3 separate regions of the Sus scrofa genome follow, and regions 1 and 3 are each linked to region 2. Evidence: chromatin contacts called from public Hi-C and promoter capture Hi-C data. All regions are on one chromosome and are shown on one strand. Each heading gives the region's core, a stretch centred on a gene start, on an enhancer-like site or on the middle of the called end of the contact. The rest is flanking DNA. Distances are from core to core; before and after follow the strand shown. Region 1 holds the start of RTCB (RNA 2',3'-cyclic phosphate and 5'-OH ligase). Region 2 overlaps SYN3 (synapsin-3). Region 3 overlaps SYN3 (synapsin-3).

Region 1 (4,114 bases), core at 85-2,584, 510 kb after region 2:
CTTCGTCTTTTTATTTGCAAAACTTTCTGCCTGGGATTTTTTTTATAAAATAAGATAGGGAAGGAGGAAGATAATTTAGTGTCCTAAACGTTGACATAAGCTGAGTTTGTATAGATTTCAGGGCTTAATTTAAAAACATAGTACGGTGTCTCTTAAATGCTTCCCGTGAGAATCAGAGTGATCACAGGAAACTCTGGAAGTTCTGTCACTTCTTTAAGTTTTAGGTTGTTTTCCATCCCAAACTAAGTGAAATGGCAGTGCAGAGGACTAAATCTAGATAAGTCAGGTTTGATTAATGTTATTAGAGCACCCAATCAATGGGGCGAAATTGGGGCAGAAGAGGTAGAAAGGGGAACCAGTATGGGTAACCTAAGAAATGAATAGAAACCACAAACTTTGCTTTTGTGATGCTGACAATCCCGTGGGTTAATGGAAGAGAGCTGTTTCCTGGAGGGTTTACCAAGCCCTATGCCCATTACTTCCAGGGTGTCATTTCATTTAATCCCACATCCACTCTGTGAAGACCTATGATCTCATTTAACAGATAAGAAAACAAAAGTTAAAAGAGAGGAATCACACAAAGCCAGTAAACAGCAGAGGTAAAAAATTCAATCCAAGCCTTTCTGATTCCAAAGTCGCTGTTCTTTAATATGAGGTAGGATTAGAAATTGAAAGCACTTAAATCTCAGTGATTACTGGGAAGACGAGACACTGCGTATAAAAGCACGATCCCAGAGCAATTAGTCATCAAGGAAGGCTAAACTGGGAAGTCTACAGGGACTGCCATTTACCCCTCTTTGTTGGCACATCTGGCCCTAATAGATGCCCCCGTCCGTGTGGTTGGAATAAATGATAACTGTCACGTTTCATTCTTCGGAGTGCGCTTTTCTGACAGAAACGTTATTCGATGTGCTCGCAAATTCATTCTGAAACGTTACAAATATTCCATCGTGACGTTTACTTAAACATGTTTCTCTATCTCAGCTGCAGCATCTCTTTTCCCCTCACGGCTAGGGTATAAATGCCAAGCAGATGGATTCATTAAACAGTTGGACCTGATCCAGATTCAGTGTGTTTTCCAGGGCTGCAAAGCACTTCCAAAACGAAGGATAACTAGATCATACTAAAAACGACTGGATTTTGCTTAGCTTTCGATTAGAAGAGAATGACAAGTCAACATCCAAAAAGGTAAACGCTAGAGGACAGTCTAACGAAACGACCCAAAATAAAAAAAGAAAGAAAAGCGATTAGGCGACGAGATTTGAGCCTCGGCAGCTGCCGTCGCCCATCCTGCGGCGGAGCCGCCGCGCCTGCGCGTTGAGTACCGGAAGGCGGTGTTTCGTTCCGCCGGACAACGCGGCAGCCGCTCTTCAAAGCGAAGCCGGGAGTTTTTGTTGCGGTTGTCGCCACCATGAGTCGCAGTTATAACGATGAGCTGCAGTTCTTGGAAAAGATCAATAAAAACTGCTGGAGAATCAAGAAGGGCTTCGTGCCCAACATGCAGGTGAGGCGGGGGAACAGGACTCAGTGCCGGGGCCTCCCTGACTCGGCACCCGCGGCGCCTCCCTGCCGGCCTGACCAGGCCTCCTGCGACCCCCTTCGAACCTCTCACGCCGGGGTGCCCCCGCCCCGCCCCCAGCAGAGTTCCTCCCATCCCCCGACTTTCACCCCACCTCACCCTGCAGCCTCCGGTCACCACCGCCCGGCTGGAGAGGTCCCCAGTCGAGAGGACCAGCTAAGCGGAGTAGTCTAGGGAATCCGAGTAAATAAGAAATTGGGCTTTGCAGAGTGTTTTCGCATAGAAGCCTCATAAACGCTCCCTAAGATGCATTCCACTCCTGAGCCTTAGAGACTTTAGTGGTCTTTTACTAGGAGGCCAGTCTCCAGGGTGGAGTTGCTGGAACTGATCTCTAGCTCCCCTGAGTCATGCAGATCTTTTATTTAGCGTTTACAGACCTTTGTTCGCTGAACCATATTTTTAGCATTCACTGCTCTGTGTTGGTGTTTTTGTTTTTTGTAATTGACATATTGGTTTTTAATATAACGATTTTGCTTCTCACAACAGCCTAGAGAGTTCACTGGGCAGGGTTGTTTGTTTGTAATATGCACTTCACAGAAGGGCCTCGATCAGTTGGTTACACAGCCTGCTTTATTCATGTAGCGAAGCTCTGCTAAGACTTTTTATTTTTTATTTTTTGTCTTTTGAGGGCCGCATCTGCGGCATATGGAGGTTCCCAGGCTAGGGGTCAAATCGCAGCTGCAGCAGCTGGCCTAGCCATAGCCACAGCAACACGGGGATCCAAAGAACCGAGCCACATCTGCAACCTACACCACAAAGTTCATTGTCAACGCTGGATCCTTAACTCACTGAGCGAGGCCAGGGATCGAACCCAAATCCTCATGGGCACTAGTCAGGTTCATAACCCGCTGAGCCACAACGGGAACTCCAAGATCTGCTAAGACTTGATGTCCACTTCACTTCTTTTTCCTCTGACAGGATGATACATTCCCCAGTGCAGACTTGGGAGCCCAATACCAGAGAATTTGAAAGCCTAGGCTCTCTTTCTCTTGGACTTCCTTGCCAGTTTGTGCTGATTATTTTCCGTTAAAGTGAGGAAAGAAGACATTTGTGAGGTTTTGGTGCATATGTTGTTAGATAGCTTTGAAATCCCTTAAGGTATTCTGCAAGGCTATTAAAGATTTGTGATCCTGCATCTTGGTAAAAGTTCCTAATAGCCACTCCACCCTTTTACTCAGTATTAAAACTTACTGCATGTCACCCTATGTGCAAAGCACTTAGCTAAGGGAAGGAAAAGGTCCATACTCGTAAAGCTCCCTTTCGCTCTGTTTTTCATTTGGCCAGTTTCTGTTTATGGAATTTGGTTTTTGAATAAAAAGTAGGAAATCAAAAGCATATGATTGAGGTTCCCATTGTGGCTCAGCGTGTTGAGAACCCAGTGCTCTCTCCGTGAGGATGCAGTTTCGTCCCTGGCCTTGCTCAGTAGGTTAAGGATCCAGCATTGCCACAACCTGTGGTCACAGATGTGGCTCAAATCTAGTGTTGCTGTGGCTGTGGCATAGGCCTCAAGTGTAGCTCCAATTCAACCCCTAGCCCAGGAATTTCCATAGCTGCAAGTGTGGCCATAAAAAAAAGAAGGAAAAAAAAAAGGCCTATGATCATCAAGAGGATTATAACACACACTGTCATGGTCTGGCAGCAATTCTGGCTTAACTTCTGGTGCACATATACTGCTAATTCTCCATAGGAGCAGGTTTGATCGTGCTAGGTAGCTCTGGTTTAACTGAACCCTATTACCACTTCTCCTTTGGGAATGGAGAGTTGAAATCTTGATATTTTGCTCTTAAAAAGTTACTGACCTTGGATTTCCCTCGTGGCTCAGCAGAAATGAATCTGACTGGTATACATGAGGACACAGGTTCGATCCCTGCCCCGCTCAGTGCATTAAGGATCTGGTGTTGCCGTGAGCTGTGGTGTAGGCCACAGACACAGCTTAGATCCCAAGTTGCTGTGACTGTGGTGTAGGTCAGCAGCTACAGCTCCGATTCAACCCTTAGCCTGGGAACCTCCATGCGCCATGGGTGCAGCCCTAAGAAGACCAAAAAAGGAAAAAGTTACTGACCTTTATACTAGGCTTGAGTTGTATTCCCATTCTCTTAAGAATAGTGAATTCCACGATTAAAATTCTCATCTCTTACTTAATCTCCATCCTCCTGGAAGACCCATGTGCTGCACTAAAAATTCCTCTTCGTTCCTTAAGAACACTTCTTTCCCATCTTTATGTCATCTTTCCGTTCAGCTCCTAAATGTGTTGCTTCTCCAATATTGTCTCTTGTCTTTAAAAAGCCAGCTCGAATGATGTTTGCAGAAAGTAAGCAAACTGTAAACCCCCACTGCCCTAGACTCTTGAGCCCCTTCTTCATCAGATTCTTCTGTAGTACGCTGTACTTTTAATATAGCCCTTGCCTCATCGCACTCTACGTTTCTAGTCTGGGATGCATCCTAGACTGGAAGCTCCTTGAAAGCACTGTCCAGCATATTCTATCTCCCTTACCACCCAGTACAGTGCCTGGCACATAATAAATCCCCAGTAAA
Region 2 (4,287 bases), core at 104-2,603:
TCCCCTCCCCAAGCCTAGTAGGGTGCCTAGTCCTTACGGGGCTCAGTAAATAGTGGTTAAATGAGGGAGTGAATAAATGATGTGATTGTGACCAGACACCTGCCCATACAAGTCTTCCTTATTGCTATCAGAAACCAGTGGGGAGACCTCAGCACATCCTGTGGCCTGGGACCCTAGTCTGACCAACCTTACCTTCACAGATCCCTGTGCAGGAATGAGGAGCCTTGTTACCCTCAGAGGGTGCCCCCCATTCTAACTCACTGGAGCCCCCCAGTTGCAAAGAGGTATGACAAGGCTGTTCTGTCATTGGTGGGCCCCATCTGGGAGTGGGAGGGGACCAGGAGTTTTAGTTATTCTTGGGAGTAAATAAATGGAGCTAGAATTGTATCTCTGAGTTGGCCCTGCTTTTGCCACACCTCCACCCATCCAACCTGGCATGTGCCCCTCCTCATCTTGCTAACTGGGAAAACCCTGAGGGTGTCCACCTTCAGAGTTCTCCTATGGGGTCTGTCATCCATCTCCCCCAGCTCTGTCCAGGCTGCAAATGTGCAACGGACATGTTGCAGTTGCATCAGAAACATGAAAATCTGTTTCTAGAGCTGGATCCCTGCCTCCCTGCCCCCCGCTACCCCCCCAACAGGCAGGGCTCTGCCTGAGACAGAACTTTCCTGACCCCTCTTCCCTGGTAAGGGCATCGCCAAGGCCTAGCCACACTGACTCTCCATCCCAGACGGATTTATTAGAAAGACGCTGCTTGGACACAGGTGGATCCTGTTTGTGCTAATTTTCCTCTTCCTTCTGCCCCTGCTACAGCCATGAAAGAGCTCGGTATCTCTCCCCATAAATCTTGCTCACACACCACATCCCGCCTCCCCAAACCAGGGATTTCCCACCCCAGGCAGCACTGGTTTTATAATATTCTCCTTCCTGGTGCCTCTGATGTGGCAGTAAAATATGAGACCACCCACAGAGATGGAAGCTTTATAGAATCAAGAGCTCCCCCCCACCCCTTCCCAAGGCCAAGGACTTGACTGATTGGCCTGCGTATTCAGGGAGCTCATTATGAGGATAACATATTAGGGCATTAGGAAGAGGCCTGCATGAGGGAAACAGAGCCCTCAGGCACAGTGGGGTCATCCATTTTGCCTGAGGTCAAATAGCCAGGCAATTATAGAGGCAGCAACCCCAGCCCCCAAGGCATCTAGAATTCCAGACCATCCCTACCCTTCCCTCTGCCAGACAGAACTGTTCAGAGGCTGCTCAAGCCTGAATGAGCCCCAGGCAAGGAGGCAGCAGTCTGTGTGGCCTGTCAGGAGACAGACTTCTGACTCCCGGCCAGGCAGGGGGATGGACCGCCTGACCCTCAGCTTCAGCCTGAGTCCGTCTGGCAGGCCCTGCAGTAAACATTCCAGAGATGGGCAAGTGTTTCTTGCCCAAACAAGTGTTTTTCCTGGGAAGGTGAGGCCCATGGAGGCCAGAGCTGCTTGGGTGGTATTGGTGTAGGGCAGCATGTTCTGGGTTCCCAGCTAGGATCACGTTAAGGGCTGCTGGTTGTGCATGTTGGACCCTGAATGGTGACCCCACTTTGTGATGGGTGTGGATTTGTGTGTTACAACAGTGTACCAGTAGATGGCAGTAGAGCACCTGGAGCAGGGGATGCCCCATGGCCTCTCCCTGGAAACATTATTCATTTACCCAGTCAGCAAACATTCCTTAGACATGTGCCTGTGCCCTGGCACGTTGTGCCGGATACTGGGGATTCAGTGAGCACTGAGACACGGTTTCGGGTTTCCAGGAGCTCACAGACTAGGTTTGTGGGGGCAGGGGACAGCAAACAACATGTGATTCCAACACGGAGTGGTATGTGTTATAGGGTTGTTAAGCAAAGCCCCCATGGGAGCTCAGAGGAGGAATACGAACCCAGCCTTGTTAGGGGGGTGCTTTCAAGGAAACAGAAAGAGGTAACCAAGCAGAGGAGACAGCAGCACATGCAAAGACTCAGAATCCTACAAGCACAGGAGTCACAGGAAGTTGAGTGTGCTCATGAGGTGAACAGAAAACAGGAGAAGACATGGGCCATAGGTCAGCAGGGTCCAGATTATGAAGGACCTAGAGGGTCTGGACCGAATCCTAAAAATCTTAAAGCACAAGATCTGCCTCACCATTGCTGCTTAGGGGCTCTGTGTGACTTTGAGCTTGTGGGGACTGGTCCCAGCCCTACTGTTCCTAGGGGTTGACACTGGGGTCAATAGGAGGAGGGATATGATGGGTGCGCAGGCCTTCTATGCCAGTGCCACCTGTTTATCGTCAGCATCATCATCAATCACTTATTGCACTGATGGGACAGATCAACATGAGGTGTTCCATTCTGTAACCTCCATAAGGGTAAAGATTACATTTGGGGTCCCTGCACATGGCGCCCGGAGCCACAGAGTAAACACTCAGTGGTTCTTTGTTGTCATTGTCAATTCTGTTTCAGGCCCTGGGCTGTATACTTTGGAGCTTACTATGTGCCAGGAACCATTCTAAGTGCCTTGTACGTCGTGTCTCATTTAATCCTCATTTAACATCCATGTGGAATAATTACTGTGATTATCCCGGCTTTCCAGATGTGGAAGCTGAGGCACATGGATGCTGAGTGAGTTACCCAAGGTTGCACAGCGAGCGAGTGGTGATGCTGGGATCATGTCGGGTGGTCCACACACTCTACTTAGTACCACGGGTGGGGAGGATCTAGTGAATTTCTCACCACACTTTGGCTGGTAGATGTTATCACCACTTGACAAATGAGGACGCTGTGACCTGGAGGGGTTAAGTACGTTTTAGAGTACGCCATGGGTAAGCTAGAGAGCTAAGATTTTGCCCAAGCCTCTGTGGTCCTAGATCCATGCTTTTTCCGGTACACCATTGAATGTACTCATTAGATACCATCCTGAGGTCCCAGGATCATCCAGTAGTTCTAAACCCAAGCCGCAGGGACCCCTGCCCTGAGTCCTGCTCTGGCCTTACTAGCCATGCCCCTTCTGACAGCAAAGGAGGACCCTGCAGATTGCACCCTGAGATCATGCAGTGGGTACCCAGAACTGTAGAATTCACTTCCCATAGGGACCCAGGCCCAATTCCAGGCCGGTTCCCTGATCTATCCTCCCCAGACATGGCCAAAAAACTATTGATGAGAGTGTGAGTGAGGAGATGAAGCTTGGCCACCTGGGCTGGGCTACCCATAAGTGTGCACAAGAAGCCCCAGTGATGCAGAGAGGAGGATGGGAGGAGAATTAGGGAGGATGATGGCAACCAAGAGCTGGCAACTCTCATGCCACCATACTCTGGGTATATCTCCAAGAATTCTGAGAAGTTTAAACTCTGACCCTTCCAGGTCATTATGAAGTTGTATTGGTCAAGGAAGGAAGGTAGACATTTTATTTAAATGTTTCCTGGCTTTAGAAATTTCAGATATTAGGCTTGTGATACCTAGGCTTCTACTTATTATTTTGCCTCAGGCCCTACAAACATTAGAGATGAGCTTATCCCAGTGTTTGGGGTTTATCAGCACTACCTTTAAGGATTCATGATAAAATTCACAAACTATGTGAAAGATTCCCTTTGTATGAGGCTGGTTAGGTGGGATGTCATTTACTGATTATGGGGAGACAGAAGTAGGGGGTGGGAGGAAAGGTGATGGAAGGGTGGTTAGATAGATGGATGGACAAAAGACAAATGAGGTCTGCTTCATTGGACAGATGAACAAATAAAGAAATGAGGGGATGGATAGGTCAATTTAATAAGTCCTTTATAGATTCTATAGGGTCTAACTCAAATCCATAATTACTTCTGCACTATTTGTTTATGTGGGATTCTTTATCTCTTTTGATCCTTAAAATAATGTTTAGAAATAGGGAGTTCTCTTCATGGCTCAGTGGTTAATGAACCCGACTAGGATCCATGAGGATGTGGGTTTGATCCCTGGCCTCACTCAGTGGGTTAAGGATCCAGTGTTGCTGTGAACTGTGGTGTAGGTCGCAGATGTAGTTCAGATCTGGCGTTGCTGTGGCTGTAGTTTAGGCCAGTGGCTACAGCTCCAATTCGACCCCTAGCCTGGGAACCTCCGTATGCCATGGGTGCGGCCCTAAAAAGAAAAAAAAGTTTAGAAACATACCATGTAGTTATTAATCTCTTCCTTTTACAGAGGTTAAAACTGGGATTCAGGGAGGTAAAGCAACTTGGCAGAACCAGAACCTGAGTCTGCAGTCCTCCCCTCCAGTACTCTTTCTCCTCTCCCACGTGACA
Region 3 (4,393 bases), core at 957-3,456, 410 kb after region 2:
AGTGGGTTAAGGATCTGGCGTTGCCCTGAGCTGTGGTGTAGGTTGCAGACATGGCTCAGATCTGGTGTTGCTATGGCTGTTGCATAGGCTAGCGGCTACAGCTCCGATTAGACCTCTAGTCTGGGAACCTCCATATGCCGCGGGTGCAGTCCTAGAAAAGGCAAAAAGACAAAAAAAGAAAAGAAAGAAAGAAAAAAGAAAACATCTTTCCCAACCATTTCAATCAAAAGCTGGAATTGAGCCTTATTCACTGATTGGCCTGGATTCGATCACATGACCATCCCTGAACCAATCACTATGGCCCAGAAAGCAGCAATGCTGTGATAAGATAGGCCTATGTCATGTCTCTGGCCCTAGAGATTGAAGTGGGACCACCCCACTATAGCAACAGCGACTGAGAGACTTAGGGTCACTGTTCTCATGGAACTTCCAGTTCAGGGCTCTAAGTTGAGAATGTATCATGAATGAAAATGCATGGTCCTGCCCCTTCCAAGCTGTGTTACATAGGGTAAGTTAACAACCCTTTCTGAACTTCTTCAACTATAAATTGGAAGTAACATACCCAAGTCAGAGGAATGAGAGAGGAATGTTCAGTACCTAAGCCAGCGCTGGCTCATGGCAGGGAGGGACACTAAATGTTGGCTTCCTTCCCTTCCTGTCAATCCCAGGTGGCAGCTGCCACCTTCAAGGTGGGTACCCACCTATGCTAACTAGTCTCACCAGGGGAGCTGCGCTCATTACCTGGCACAACTGAATCACCTGGTCTGGGGCAGTCACATGCCTCCCCCAGTGGGCATTCATGGGACAGTCACAGCCCTTTTCTCCATGGCCTTTCCAGAATGTGAGCCCAGCCTTCCCCAGTGCCTCATAAGCTGGACAGATGTCTCCAGCAGGTCACTATCTCCCTGGCTCTGCTCGGTACCAAGCCACATGGGCCATCCCTGCAGGAGCCTCCCATGGGAATAGTCTACTCAAGCCTGGAATTTCTGCAAATTCATGGGCAGTGCCTGCAGTGCCTCAAAGGGCATTAGCAGATGGGATGCCAAAGCTGGTTCTGGGAGCACTTCAGCCAGGATCTTTCCTCCTTCCAGGATTATGGCTCAGACACAAATAGATCTCAGAGCAGGCCTGCCCTGTGTGACCCTGCAGAGTGGGGAGAGAAGCAAGAACATTGACACAAAGTCCCCTGTGAGTCCAAATCCAGCCACCACAAGGGAAGCCAAGTGCCAGGCCGGGAAAACTTCTCCAGATACAACCATCCCCTTGTTGTAGGGTCAAAGTCCAGCGCTGAGATCTTTCTCTGCAAAGCAAACGGGCCTTGCAGCCATCGAGTGGCTGGAAAGGGAACAAAAGCAGTGGGTCCAGAGGGCCAGGCCCCCAGACCAGGGAGGCGCAGCCTGCCAGGCTCCCCTGCCTCCATCCCCACAGGGAGAGAATGAGCCCTTTGTCCCCATAGGCTGGGGCTGGGAGGGTGGCCCCGGAGAGATTCCTAGGTCCCTTCACGCAGGATTCCCAAGGGAAAAGGGTTTCAGGGAAGCTGGGTATCCAAGACAGCTCCAGATGGGAGTAGGGCAAGCTCCCTATTACTGGGGAGCCAGCAAAGTGCTAGAGGGGTAGGCTCAGTTCACAGAGATCTCTCCCAACTCTTGTTCCTTCTCCCCCTCATCCTTCCTCTACCCTGCCTTCCTAGCTCCCTTTCTAGTCTCTCTCCCTCTCTGTCTCTCTCTCTCTCACTGTCCATCTGTGTTTCTGCTTCCCTTTTTACCCATTCTGTCTTTCCTACTGCCTGTGTCTCTGTCTTTCTGCCTTTCTGTTTCTCTTGCTGCTTCTCTGTCTCTTATGTCTTGTCTCTCTCCATCTCTGAATGGGCGTATGTGTGTCGCTACCTGTCTCATGGCCTGTTCTTCTGTGTGCATCTCTCTGTGTCTCTCCCAACCTCTGTCTGCCTCTCTTCCTCTCCTCCCTGTCCCTGCTCCCCATTCCTGCTCCCCATTCCACATGCTCACTGTCTGTCCCTCCCTGCAGGTACAGGCTGTGGGTGGACAGCTGCTCAGAGATGTTTGGGGGCCTGGACATCTGTGCTGTCAAGGCTGTCCACAGCAAGGATGGCAGAGATTACATCATTGAGGTGAGAGGTGAAGGAGGAGCTCCTCCTGGCCTGGCTGGACTCCCAGGGAGGCACGTCAGTGGGAAGGAGTCCAAGTGTGGCCTTCAGCGTGGTCAGCTGTGTCTTAGCCCATGGCTGGGGCACATGGTGCCAAGGCCTCAGCAAGTGACTCCCAGAGGCTTCTCACCCACCACCTTCAATTACCACCCCCCAGTCCCCACCCTTGGCCACATCTAAAGCCTTTGCGCCCAGGGACTCTGAGCTGAGCCTCCAGAGCTCTAGGCAGGAGGTTTGGCAGTTTTCTGCAACCTGTGGCCCCAACAGTAGGAGAAGAGCAGTAGCTAAGAATTGGCAAGATTCTGTCTCCTTGGGCCTCTTCTATTTTCTCAGTGTCCAAGTGTGTAAAGAGGGCACACTTCCCTGGTCACCATGCAGAGATTCCATCATCTGTTCATTCAACAAACATGTACTCAGGAGTTCCCTTAGGCTTGGTGTGGGAGAGCTCAGGAGACAGAGCCAGTAAGCAAGACAGACATGGGGTGGACAGGCCGGCAGGAAAGAATAGTAAACAAGTAAGGGCGCTGAAGGTTAGGAACGGAGCGTGATAGAAGGAAAATTAATTGTAAGAGAGAGGCTCAAAGGGGCTCGGAGTCCCAGACTCTCCCCCTCAACTTCCTGCAGCCCATGCATCCCACAGGCCCACAGTTCCTGATGTCCTCCAGAGCTGTTGCCTACAGGTCTCTGTAGTCTTTTCATCACCCTCCCCACACCCCCACAACTTCCTCTCCACCTTCTCCCAATCCCACAATGCCCCTCTCCCTCCAGAGGCCCCAGCCTCCTCCAGTCCCACAATCCCCATCTCCCCTCCATGCTGCCCATGTCTCTCCTGGCTCCACAGTCCCCATCTCCCTGCATAGCTCCCCCTATGTCTCTTCCAATCCCACAATCCCCCTCCCTCCATGACTCCCCCCATGCCTCCCCCAATCCCACAATCCCCCTCCCCTCCATGACTCCCCCCATGCCTCCCCAAATCCCACAATCCCCCCTCCCCTCCATGACTCCCCCCATGCCTCCCCCAAATCCCACAATCCCCCCTCCCCTCCATGACTCCCCCCATGCCTCCCCCAAATCCCACAATCCCCCCTCCCCTCCATGACTCCCCCATGCCTCCCCCAAATCCCACAATCCCCCTCCCTCCATGACTCCCCCATGCCTCCCCCAAATCCCACAATCCCCCCTCCCTCCATGACTCCCCCCATGCCTCCCCCCAATCCCACAATCCCCCCTCCCTCCATGACTCCCCCCCATGCCTCCCCCCAATCCCACAATCCCCCTCCCTCCATTACTCCCCCCATGCCTCCCCCCAATCCCACAATCCCCCCTCCCTCCATGACTCCCCCCAATGCCTCCCCCCAATCCCACAATCCCCCCTCCCTCCATGACTCCCCCCATGCCTCCCCCCAATCCCACAATCCCTCTCTCCCCTCCGTGGATCCTCCCTTGCCTCCCCCAATGCCACAGTCCCCCTCTTTCCTCCATGGCTCCCCATGTCCTTCCTCACTTCACAGTCTCCATGTCCCATCCTAACTCCCTTTCCCTGCCCCCTGTCCCCTGCCCCCACCACCCCAGCCCAAGGCTCTCCATTGCTTCCTCTGAAAATGCCCTCTGGCTCAGAGTTCTCCCTTCCCTCCCTAGCCTCGCCACTCCACACTCACACCCCCCAGAGCTCCTTACGGCACTTCCCTTCCATGGCCTTCTCCTCAAACCACAGCAGAGAGGCAGTGCTGACACAAGGCCAAGACACGTGAGGGAGAGCCCTGCGGCTGCCCCCCTCCCTGGGGTGTGGGCGGCTAATGGGAAGCACATGGCCGGGGTGACCGCAGGAGCCAGCCAGTCCTCCATCCCCGCGTGTCTGCTCCACACCCAGGACCCACAGCGCGGCAGGGCCAGGTGACTCCATGGATGGGAGCCCTGCTGTTCGCCCCCAGCCATGCCAGGCGGGCCTTCATACTCCAGCCTAGGGAGGAGCCAGCTTGGAAGTGAAGGGGAGGGAGTCTAGGGTGGACACCATTCCTCTGCCCACACTCACCCACCCCAGAAAGACCAGGTAGCTTCCAAGGATGAGTTGCATCTATACTTGCAGGTTCAGTCCTGCTCTAGAAAATAGCTCTCCCCTCAAGTCCCCTCACCAACCCCTCCTCAGAGGACATTGAAGGAGCTGAACTGCTGGCCTGTGTACTTGCTTCTAAGCAAGCGCCAGGCTGCTCCCTGGAGGAAGAAGGCTCC

Evidence for each region. Promoter capture Hi-C pulls out the DNA fragments that hold promoters and counts their contacts. Hi-C and Micro-C count contacts between places; a contact is called where the count stands out from the background.
Region 1: a contact with region 2 is called in a promoter capture Hi-C map of fetal liver, with 4 times the contacts expected there. The contact joins the promoter of RTCB here to the enhancer-like site in region 2. A contact is called at or near these places in 3 of 5 promoter capture datasets (fetal liver, fetal skeletal muscle and liver), 16 of 47 Hi-C or Micro-C datasets (adipose tissue, alveolar macrophages, embryonic fibroblasts and 8 more) and 1 of 2 datasets of contacts at active chromatin or transcription factors (skeletal muscle).
Region 3: a contact with region 2 is called in a Hi-C map of retroperitoneal adipose tissue, with 3 times the contacts expected there. The contact joins two enhancer-like sites. A contact is called at or near these places in 23 of 47 Hi-C or Micro-C datasets (alveolar macrophages, brain, embryonic fibroblasts and 15 more) and 1 of 2 datasets of contacts at active chromatin or transcription factors (skeletal muscle).

What each region holds. Positions count from the first base shown.
Region 1 is chr5:12,578,959-12,583,072 of Sscrofa11.1, forward strand. RTCB (RNA 2',3'-cyclic phosphate and 5'-OH ligase) reads left to right here and starts at 1,335. Exons shown (of 12, transcript NM_001122986.2): 1 at 1,335-1,504. The coding sequence starts at 1,412.
Region 2 is chr5:12,070,813-12,075,099 of Sscrofa11.1, forward strand. The region is part of intron 2 of SYN3 (synapsin-3); the gene reads left to right. Among named protein-coding and RNA genes, the nearest start is that of MIR9790, 44 kb to the left of the region's middle. Within about 2 kb of position 1,354, at least 35 of the 83 cell types and tissues checked have an H3K27ac peak or open chromatin away from gene starts, as enhancers often do. A contact at or near this core is called in adipose tissue, embryonic fibroblasts, fetal liver and 2 more, where this site is marked.
Region 3 is chr5:12,481,100-12,485,492 of Sscrofa11.1, forward strand. SYN3 (synapsin-3) reads left to right here. Exons shown (of 14, transcript XM_021091548.1): 10 at 2,026-2,128. Among named protein-coding and RNA genes, the nearest start is that of FBXO7, 43 kb to the right of the region's middle. Within about 2 kb of position 2,207, at least 19 of the 83 cell types and tissues checked have an H3K27ac peak or open chromatin away from gene starts, as enhancers often do. A contact at or near this core is called in embryonic fibroblasts, mesenteric adipose tissue and retroperitoneal adipose tissue, where this site is marked.